Linked DNA regions of Sus scrofa: region 1 is linked to region 2. The links are chromatin contacts, called in public Hi-C maps. All regions are on one chromosome and are shown on one strand. Each heading gives the region's core, a stretch centred on a gene start, on an enhancer-like site or on the middle of the called end of the contact. The rest is flanking DNA. Distances are from core to core; before and after follow the strand shown.

Region 1 (4,306 bases), core at 637-3,136, 180 kb after region 2:
TGCAAAGGACCAGGGAAAGGATCCAAAGAATAGGGGGGAAATTACTAGAGGGTTTCACAGGGTGGGCAAGAAATCACAGAGCATTTTAAAATACACTGTAGATGGAGTGGAGAAAAATGGGTCAGAGGGAGATAAGACTCAGGCAGGAAAATGATTAGGCCGGAGAAGAGATGGTGGCTGTCTGGCCCACAAAAATAGCAATAGAGATAAATATAATTCAAACTGTTTAGGACGTGGTATCTGACTGACTCTCAACCCTGGCTGTGTATTCATTAGAATCACCACCCAAAGTTTAAACTACGTTCCAAGCCAGACCACAGAAACCTGGTTTTTTTCTTTTTCTTTTTCCCTCCAGCTTCCAGGATGATTAATAGGAACAGCAAGAGAAGAGAAGAAAGCCAGGATTAGGAATGAGGTGAGGGCTACTACGAGGGGAGAACAGGAAAGCAGGAAGACAGCCACATTCCTGTGTGTGCTTGAACAGTCCCAGCCTGACAGGGCATCAGTAACCTCAGGCCCCCCTGAGATGGGCTTGCCCTCATCCCTGCACGATTCACTCTGAAGGGAGGTTTAGAACAAGCAACAAACACAGCCATGAGGTGGGAACGATCAGCCGAGACCTTGGGGACATACTACTAAGAGAGCCATGGCAAAGCACTACCAAGTGTCTGTGGTCCCTATATTCAGCTACAGAAGCCCCATTAACAGTCCCCTGTCATCAAGAGAGAACAGAGTCTGGCTCTTCCTCACCAGGAATAGAAAGGAAAATGACACAAACGGGATAAAGAGAGACAGGAACACGTGGCATCTGGATTGAAACAAGTTCACAAAAGAAAGCAGCAGAACCAGTATTCCCAACTAGGTTCTCTGTAGTTAGTTTTATTTAACGGGACAAAATCAGTCTTTAAAAACTATCTTTTGGAGTTCCCGTTGTGGCTCAGCCAAGGTGAATCTGACTAGCATGAGGACTCAGGTTCGATTCCTAGCCTTGATCAGTGGGTTAAGGACCTGGCATTGCTGTGGCTGTGGTGTAGGCCAACAGCTACAGCTCTGATTTGACCCCTAGACTGGGAACCTCCATATGCACGGGTGCAGCCTTAAAAAGAAAAAAAATAAAATAAAAATAAAAACTATCTTTTCACGGAGTTCCCATTATGGCTCAGCAGGCTGAACCTGACTAGCATCCGTGAGGATGCAGGTTCTATCTCTGGCTCTGCTCAGTGGGTTAAGGATCCAGCAATGACATAAGCTGTAGTGTAGGTCACAGACATGGCTCAGATCCCAAGTTGCTCTGACTGTGGCATAAGCTGGCGGCTGCAGCTCCCATTCAGCCCCTAGCCTGGAAACTTCCATATGCTGCAGGTGCGGCCCTAAAAAGTAAATAAATAAAAATTACATTTTCATACTTTTTTCCTTAAAAAAAAAAAAGAAAGAAAAAAGTTCCCTTTCAAAAACTCCAGGCTTGGAGTTCCAGTCGTGGCACAGTGATTAACGAATCCAACTAAGAACCATGAGGTTGCGGGTTTGATCCCTGGCCTTGCTCAGTGGGTTAAGGATCCCGAGTTGTTGTGGCTCTGACGTAGGCCAGTGGCTACAGCTCTGATTGGACCCCTAGCCTGGGAACCTCCATATGCCGTGGGAGCGGCCCTGGAAAAGGCAAAAAAGACACACACACACACACACAAAAAAAAGAGAGAAAAGAAAAAGAGAAAAAAAAAGAGAGAAAAAAAGAGAGAAAAGGCTTAATGCAAATGAACTAAACAAAACAATAGTTTGTCCTCACTCAACAGGCAAGGCCAGCCAGAAGGATCAGGGCCAAGCAGAAGCAGCCCCACAGGAGTGAGACTCCAAGAGGAAAAGTGTGTACAAGGGATCAAGCCTTGGTCTGTTTTTGTTTGAGGACCAGCAGCCCCATTGGCAGAGACCCCGGGGGCACGGTTAGGAAAGGCTCTGCTTCTTCCCAAACTTTGGACTCAATTGCTTAACTCCAGTTCTAACAAGTGGGATGGCCAACTGACTCCACCATTGCCCAGGAGAGCTACCTGCTCCCACTTGGCACCCCCACTCTACTCGGAGGACTAAAAAGTAAGAGGAGAAGGAGGAAAGAATGTTAGGTGCAGAGGCTGGCATCGATAAGTAAAAGCAGATGTCAAGTAACTTGAATTTGAAAATAGCAACAACAACAAAGTACAGCAGAATACTAAAGAAAGACGTGACAGGAGTTCCCAAGTGGTTCAGTGGGTTAAGGACCTCCACTGTCACTGCAATAGCTCGGTTCACTGCTGTAGCATGGGTTCAGTCCCTGGGAACTTCCACATGCCTCAAGCAAGGTCAAAAAATAAATAAATTTAAGCAACTGAAAGATAATTTTTCTATTAATTGGTTGTATGTCAATTTAATGACAAGACAAGCCATAAAACCCCTAAGAATAAAAAAATTTTCCTCCCAGAGATCCCATTATGGCTTTGCAGTAATGAAGTCAACCAGTATCAATAAGGATGAGAGCTCAATCCCTAGCCTCATTCAATGGGTTAAGAATCCTGCGTTGCTGTGAGCTGCGGTATAAGTTGCAGGTGTAGCTCGGTTCTGGCGTTGCTGTCGCTACGAATCCAATTTAACCCCTAGCCTGGGAACTTCCATATGCTGCAGGTGCAGCCCTAAAAAGCAAAAAAAAAAAAAAAAATTCCTTCCCTACAGTTTAACCCTAAAACTGCTCTAAAATATAAACTCAATTCATTTAAAAAAAAAAAAAAAAAAAGCACTCAGTTGTCCCTCAGTATCCAAGGGGGACTGGTTCCAAGACACCCACAGATTCCAAAGTCTGTGGAAGCTCAAGTCCTTTATAAGAATGGCTTAGTAGGATAGTCCGCACTCCTTATCTGCACATGTGGAACTGGCCAATATAAAATAAAATGACACTGCTTTGGCCACTATTCTCTATTTTACCAAGGTGAACTTGACTTAGCATACCATTTACCTCTGAAGTGGTATTTCCTTTGTTCAAGGATATTTTTGATTGTGTATGCTGGAGCCCTGAGCCTAACTTAGAGCCAGAATTAAAGAAAAAAAGGTTCTTTCTGCTTTGCAGAGGCAGTCTCTTGGCTGAAAACAACCTTGCAACCCAGCCCTGGGCACTCCTGGAGAGTCTGCCCCTCCACACACCCCCATCGCAATCATTGATGGGGGGGGCAACCACTGGCTCCGCACTCCCTAAACCCAGCAGCACTTGGTTTTATAAATCAAACTCACAGGCACTCAGGTTTGCCCGGCCTGTAAGCACTTTAAATGATTAACTCCTTTAACCCTCACAATAACCCTAGAGTTATCACACCTGATCGCCCCCTTTTGCAAGACAAAGCACAGGAAGGGGAAGTAATTTACCCAGGGGTAGAGCTGGGGTAACCACATGAGATATTCCTACAGCTTGAGGACCTCACAGACCAAAAGGGATATTCAGGGGATGGGGGAAGTGGGTGGGTGGGGGGTGCTGGGACACCCAGACTAAGCCAGTTTTTTACTCTGCCCTCCGCCAGAGCCTGGCCCTTATGTAGTGACAGCTCGGTGTGGTCCAGCCAGGCTCAATCCACAATTCCTCCACTTGCTCAGAGAACTACCTGTTTCAAAGCTTCATCAGACTATTGAGGAGCTGGAGCCTTGCCCTGTGGGACCTGCTGCAGCCAGGCCACTGCTGCCCTTTGAGCCAGGAATGTCAAGATACCTGCTAAGATACCACTGAAATGGAGTTTTAACTAAAGAACAACCCCCCTTGGCTAAGTAGGCAACTGCTAGCCTTTCCAGCTGTGCTTATCACTATGCCACCCTTCTTGTAATAATGTAACAACTGTGTGCTCTCTGTCCAAGCCAGCAGCCCTGCTAATCAGGTACCCAGCATTGCTTATCAGTTCTGCTTCTGTAACCTTGCTTGCTCAGTTTCTTAGGGAGGAACACTGTCTGCTTGGAGATGGGGGAGGTCCGGGATGCTTACATGGGAAAATCAAGACCTTGTAGTGTATAAAAGTTACTGAGAACAAAGACCTGGTGCTCAGACTCTGGAGGTGACTCCTCTGAGCCCGCACCAGTGCTGAATAAACCTTGCATTTCCATATCTCCCAGTGCTGTTTGTCTCCTTCCACTGCCACGGTTTTTGCGGTTTCCACAACACCACCATCCCCTATGATGATGTTGGCAGGGGGAGGGAGGGAGGGAGGAAAAGGGGCAAATGGGTATTTTTAGCACAGATATTCCATTCTCTTTGCTCCATTATAAATTCAGGAGTTCCCCTCGTGGCGCAGTGGTTAACGAATCC
Region 2 (4,916 bases), core at 1,241-3,740:
ATATCAAACTTTGCTTATGCTTATTGCGTACTTTATCAGAATCCCTGTGTTTATGGCACACAAACCCCAGGTGGTACTGAAAGCAACCACTGTCCCTGTGTAGGTGACATAGTACCTCACACCTTAGCATGACATCATCAAGAATCATTTTGAATCTGAAAGAAAATGCCTGACCTATCAATAAGAATTAAGCTTTCTCTAGAGAAGAGACTAAATTATCTCTTCATTGGAAGTATTACAGAACTCTCGCCATATGAAGAGATCAACAACTATCAGTTAAAAGTAAGAAAATAAAAATAAGAAAATAGCAGCATTCCCTTCATGGCTAAGGGAAAATGAATTTGACTAGTATCCATGAGGATGCAGGTTTGAGTCCCGGCCTCCCTCAGTGGGTTAAGGATCCAGGGTTGCCATGAGCTGTGGTGTAGGATGCAGATAGGGATCTGGCATTGCTGTGGCTGTGGTGTAGGCTGGTGGCTTCAGATCCTATTGGACCCCTAGCCTGGGAACCTCTATATTCTATGGGTAGGGGCCCAAAAAGACCAAAAGAGAAAAAAAAAGAAAATAGCATATAGTATGTCAGTCAATTTATGAGTGTTTCATTCATTTTCTGAATTTGAAAATATTTATAGAATTGGTCAGCTAGCTCATGGATACTAGTTAGGTTTATTTCAACTGAACCACAACAGGAACTCACATATGCTACCTTTGACTTACTTTTTAAGTGAGATTTTTTTTTTCTTTTTTCTTTTTGTCTTTTTAGGGCCGAGAGTTAGAGCTATGAAGGCACACAAATGAACCTGAGTTTTAAATTTTATGGCCGCACCCATGGTGTGTGGAAGTTCCTGGGCCAGGGATTGAATTTGTGCAGCTTCGGTGGCAACACCGGATCCTTTAACCCACTGTGCCAGGCCAGGGATTGAACCTGCATCCTATCATTTCAGAGATGCAGCTGATCCTGTTGCACCCTGGTGGGAACTCCAATGAATCTGATTTTTGAAAAAGCATTTAATCAAAGTGGGTCTTTGAGCTTTTAATGGAAGTGGGACTTTGAGTTGAGCTCATCTGTAATAGATTTCAATGAAGTTTTAAAATCTCACTTAAGGAGTTCCCTCCCCCCGCAACCCCTACCTTCGTGTTTAGCAAACAAAACCAGCCAAGGGTTATTGACGTGGACGTTCTAGGAGTTGCTTCCGTGTGTGACTGCGTGGGGCCACATGAGGGCAAGTGGAAACCCCTGCCAAGAAGCACATAAGTGATGAATGAGGGTTTCTATACAACCGAATAGTAATAATAATAATAGTCTCCTCTATTTGCACAGCGGCTTACTCATAGGAACTTTTTACAGACGTGACCTTATATGCCTTGGTGGCTTTTTACTGTGGTAGATGGATTATAGTCATTCTCTAAGTTGCCTGGGTGAGGAAAACAAGGAACAGAAGAGGAAAAGGAATTTTTGGATATCTCCGTACGGCACAACTGAGCCAAAGAAATAACTTCAGGTCATGATTGTGCAGTCAGTTGCATGACCCAAGCAGCATTATCCAGCCTCACTGGCCCATTTCTTCACCTGGCTTGGCTCAATTGATTTGAGCTATTTCCCCAAATCAAATCCATCTTCAAGGGTCATTTCATTTAGTTTCTTCATCTCACCCGGGGTGACTTTTAATGCCCCAGAGGGGACACTAGTTTCAGAAGCAGGCAGGATTCCCTGTTTGAAAGATTAAAGAAGACCTATCTGGGATTCTGATTTCTACATTGAGTCATTCTGTGATGCCGTGGGTTTCAGTTCAATGTATCCATAAAAAGACAGTGGCGTTTGCTCTGGGCACTTGCATGCGGTTAGAAAAAGTATGGTGGATAATTTCATTGAACAAAAAACCTGGGAGCCCTTTCTACCATCTCTGTGGGGGGAGGCTCCGTCTGGGGAGGACTGCCTGGCAACCATCTGGTCTCATCACTTTCTCGGCTGGCAATCCCTCTGTGCCTCAGTTTCCTTAACTGTAAGATCGAGTAATCGTGGGGGTGTGGAGAGGGTTCGGTGAGATAATACACAAAGTGCTTGGCACACAGCACGTGTTTAAGGGTTGCTACGGTTCTTGCAGGGCAGTGGGGGAGATCCACAGAGAAGTCATGCCAATATTCACTTATCACCTAGAGCTCTTAGAGGCTAGGAATACGTCCTTTCCTCTGTATCCCCAGCAACTAGCACAAAGAAGAAACTATCGAAAGAGAATGGATGTGTGTACTTATGTAACTGAATCACTTTGTTATATAACAGAAATTATGCCAACATTGTACGTCAATTATGCTCCAATAAAACTTTAACAAATGGGAAAAAAAAAAGAAAAAGAAACTACGATGAGGAGAGACTCTTGCAGAGTAAAGAAATGGCTGAAGACCCAGATCCTGCTTCCAGGGGCTCCAGTCTCTGTTGGCGACAGATACACACTCTGGCAACCCTAGAGGGTAGGCAATGCGCATGCACCTTGAAAATTAAATTATTAGCCTAACTCTCCAAACTATAATTTCCCACATGTTTCCTGTTAATCCCCATGTTGCAATACTTAGATCTAGAGATAAATTGCGTATTTCAAACACTCAGTGGAACAAAATAAACTTTGCTTATGTGAAAGACTCACAGCAGCCAGATGATCCTGGAGAAAAATAAACTTCTGTTTTATTCCTTCCAGTAAACCCAGGGGCAGAACGTTCTCCTGCAAAAGGGGAAAGAACCCTGGAGGCAGGAACGATCGGGTCATACAAGTGCGTTCATTTATCTCCGAGCTTTGTCCTTTGGACTGTGAGGAGGACATTCAGTGACCTGGTTGGCTTTCCCGTCACATCTCTTGCCCTCTCCATGCCCGGAGAAGATCACAGTCCAGCCATGTGTGCTAGTCTGGGCCTTTGAACCTTCTCTGCCTAGGACACTTGGGCAGAGTGAATTCTGAGCTATCCTTCAAAGCCCGAGCAGGTATCCCTGCCTTGGGACAGTCTGGCCCCACCCTGTCTCCCTTTCTCTGTGCCGACACTGTACCTCTTGGATTTCCATTGCAGCCTCCATCACACACTCAGTGTCGCTTATTGTTGTGTTTGTCTTTCTCCCTCACTCTGCTGCCTTTTATTCCAACCAATCACTCAGCACAAAGTAGACAACGATAAGTGTACAACGATGTGTTGGGCAGATGAATAAATGATGGCGGGTGATGGATAAATAAAGAGCTCCCCTAAGTTGACAAGTGAGGCTGACCCTTGCTGAGGTGCTGCTGCCCTCATCCCAGGAAGGCTGAGGGTCAGCAGCACCCCCTGGGCTTGCAAATCAGTAACAACGAGCTTGATGCACGGAGGACAGCTAACAGCAAAGCCACACGAGCTCTCAGACCCTCTCAGGTCCGAGTCCAGGAGCTTTTCACCCTTCCACGATGATTCATTCTTAGATCTCAACTGGTATTTGCCTCACTGGGGTCCCAAGTGTCATACCCTTGCCAACTGGGAAAAGAGAGGGAGAAATTAGGCTGCAAGGAACAATAGAAGCTGAAATTCCTTTTTCCGTAAATGTAAATACAAGCTTACTTTTAACTTAATACTACCCTGAATTAATTTAAGTTGAAAAATACACCTAATTGCTATAAAATTGAGTTAAATTAGACATAAAAGAAATGATGTAATAAAATATTGGGTTTTAGTTTAGTAAATAATCCCTCACACATGCCACACGTTTTCCTATCTTCGTGCCTTTGTGCCTGTTTTCTCTCTGCCTGGAATAGCATTTCCCTCAAGCAATACTTAACAAATGTTTCGCATTTTTGCAATATCCTGTTGGTTACCCAAGTCAGTCCTGGGTGTTCCGTGTGGACGGGGACCGTCCAAGGAGGAGAAAACCAAGGGGGGAGTCACATGGGGCCATGTTGGAGGCTGGCCAGCATGGTAGTCATGACAGCAGCAACACTAGCACTTATTTCTACTCTGAAAGGTGATATCCGATGAAAGGGCTGTAGTCTTGGAGTTACTCAGACTTGCATTTGTGGTTTTTTAAAAAAATTCTTATTCATTGAAGTGTAGTTGATTTACAATGTTGTGTTAATTTCTGCTGTACAGCAAAGTGACCCAGTTATACACCTATACACATTCTTTTTCTTGTATTATCTTCCATCATGTTCCATCAAAAGTGATTAGATCGAGTTCCCTGTGCTATACCACAGGACCTCATTGCTTATCCACTCCAAATGCAATAGTCTACATCTACTAACCCCAAACTCCCAGGCCATCTCACTCCCTTCCCTTCCCCTTCCCCCTTGGCATCCACAAGTCTGTTCTCTAAGTCCATGAGTTTGTGTCTGTTCTGAAGATAGGTTCATTTGTGCCATATTTTAGATTCCCTGTATAAGTGATATCATATGGTATTTGTCTTTCTCTTTCTGGTTTACTTCACTTAGTATGAGACTCTCTAGATCTACCCATGTCGCTGCAAATGGCATTATTTTGTTCTTTTTTATGACTGAGTAGTATTTCATTGTGTGTATATATATGTACCACGTCTTCTTAATCCATTCAACTGTTAATGGACATTTAGATTGTTTCCATGTCTTGGCTATTGTAAATAGTGCTTCAGTGAACATAGGAATGCACGTGTCTTTCTGAATGAAAGTTTTGTCCATGTGTATGCCCAGGAGTGAGACTGGATCACATGGTAGTTCTATATTTATTTCTCTGAGGTCCCTCCATACTGTTTGCCATAGTGGTTGAACCAACTTACATTCCTACCAACAGTGTGGGAGGGTTCCCTTTTCTCCATGCCCTCTCCGGCATTTGTTATTTGTAGACTTATTAAAGACAGCCATTCTTACTGGTGTGAGATGGTACCTCATTGCAGTTTTGATTTGAATTCCCCTAATAATTAATGATGTTGAGCATTT

The links. Hi-C and Micro-C count contacts between places; a contact is called where the count stands out from the background.
Region 1: a contact with region 2 is called in a Hi-C map of liver, with 10 times the contacts expected there. The contact joins two enhancer-like sites. A contact is called at or near these places in 1 of 5 promoter capture datasets (liver) and 2 of 47 Hi-C or Micro-C datasets (both in liver).

What each region holds. Positions count from the first base shown.
Region 1 is chr2:129,701,740-129,706,045 of Sscrofa11.1, forward strand. All of the region lies in intron 3 of ALDH7A1 (alpha-aminoadipic semialdehyde dehydrogenase), which reads right to left. Among named protein-coding and RNA genes, the nearest start is that of ALDH7A1, 5.8 kb to the right of the region's middle. Within about 2 kb of position 1,887, at least 2 of the 83 cell types and tissues checked have an H3K27ac peak or open chromatin away from gene starts, as enhancers often do. A contact at or near this core is called in liver, where this site is marked.
Region 2 is chr2:129,519,016-129,523,931 of Sscrofa11.1, forward strand. It overlaps a transcript of GRAMD2B not described here. Among named protein-coding and RNA genes, the nearest start is that of GRAMD2B, 28 kb to the right of the region's middle. Within about 2 kb of position 2,491, at least 16 of the 83 cell types and tissues checked have an H3K27ac peak or open chromatin away from gene starts, as enhancers often do. A contact at or near this core is called in liver, where this site is marked.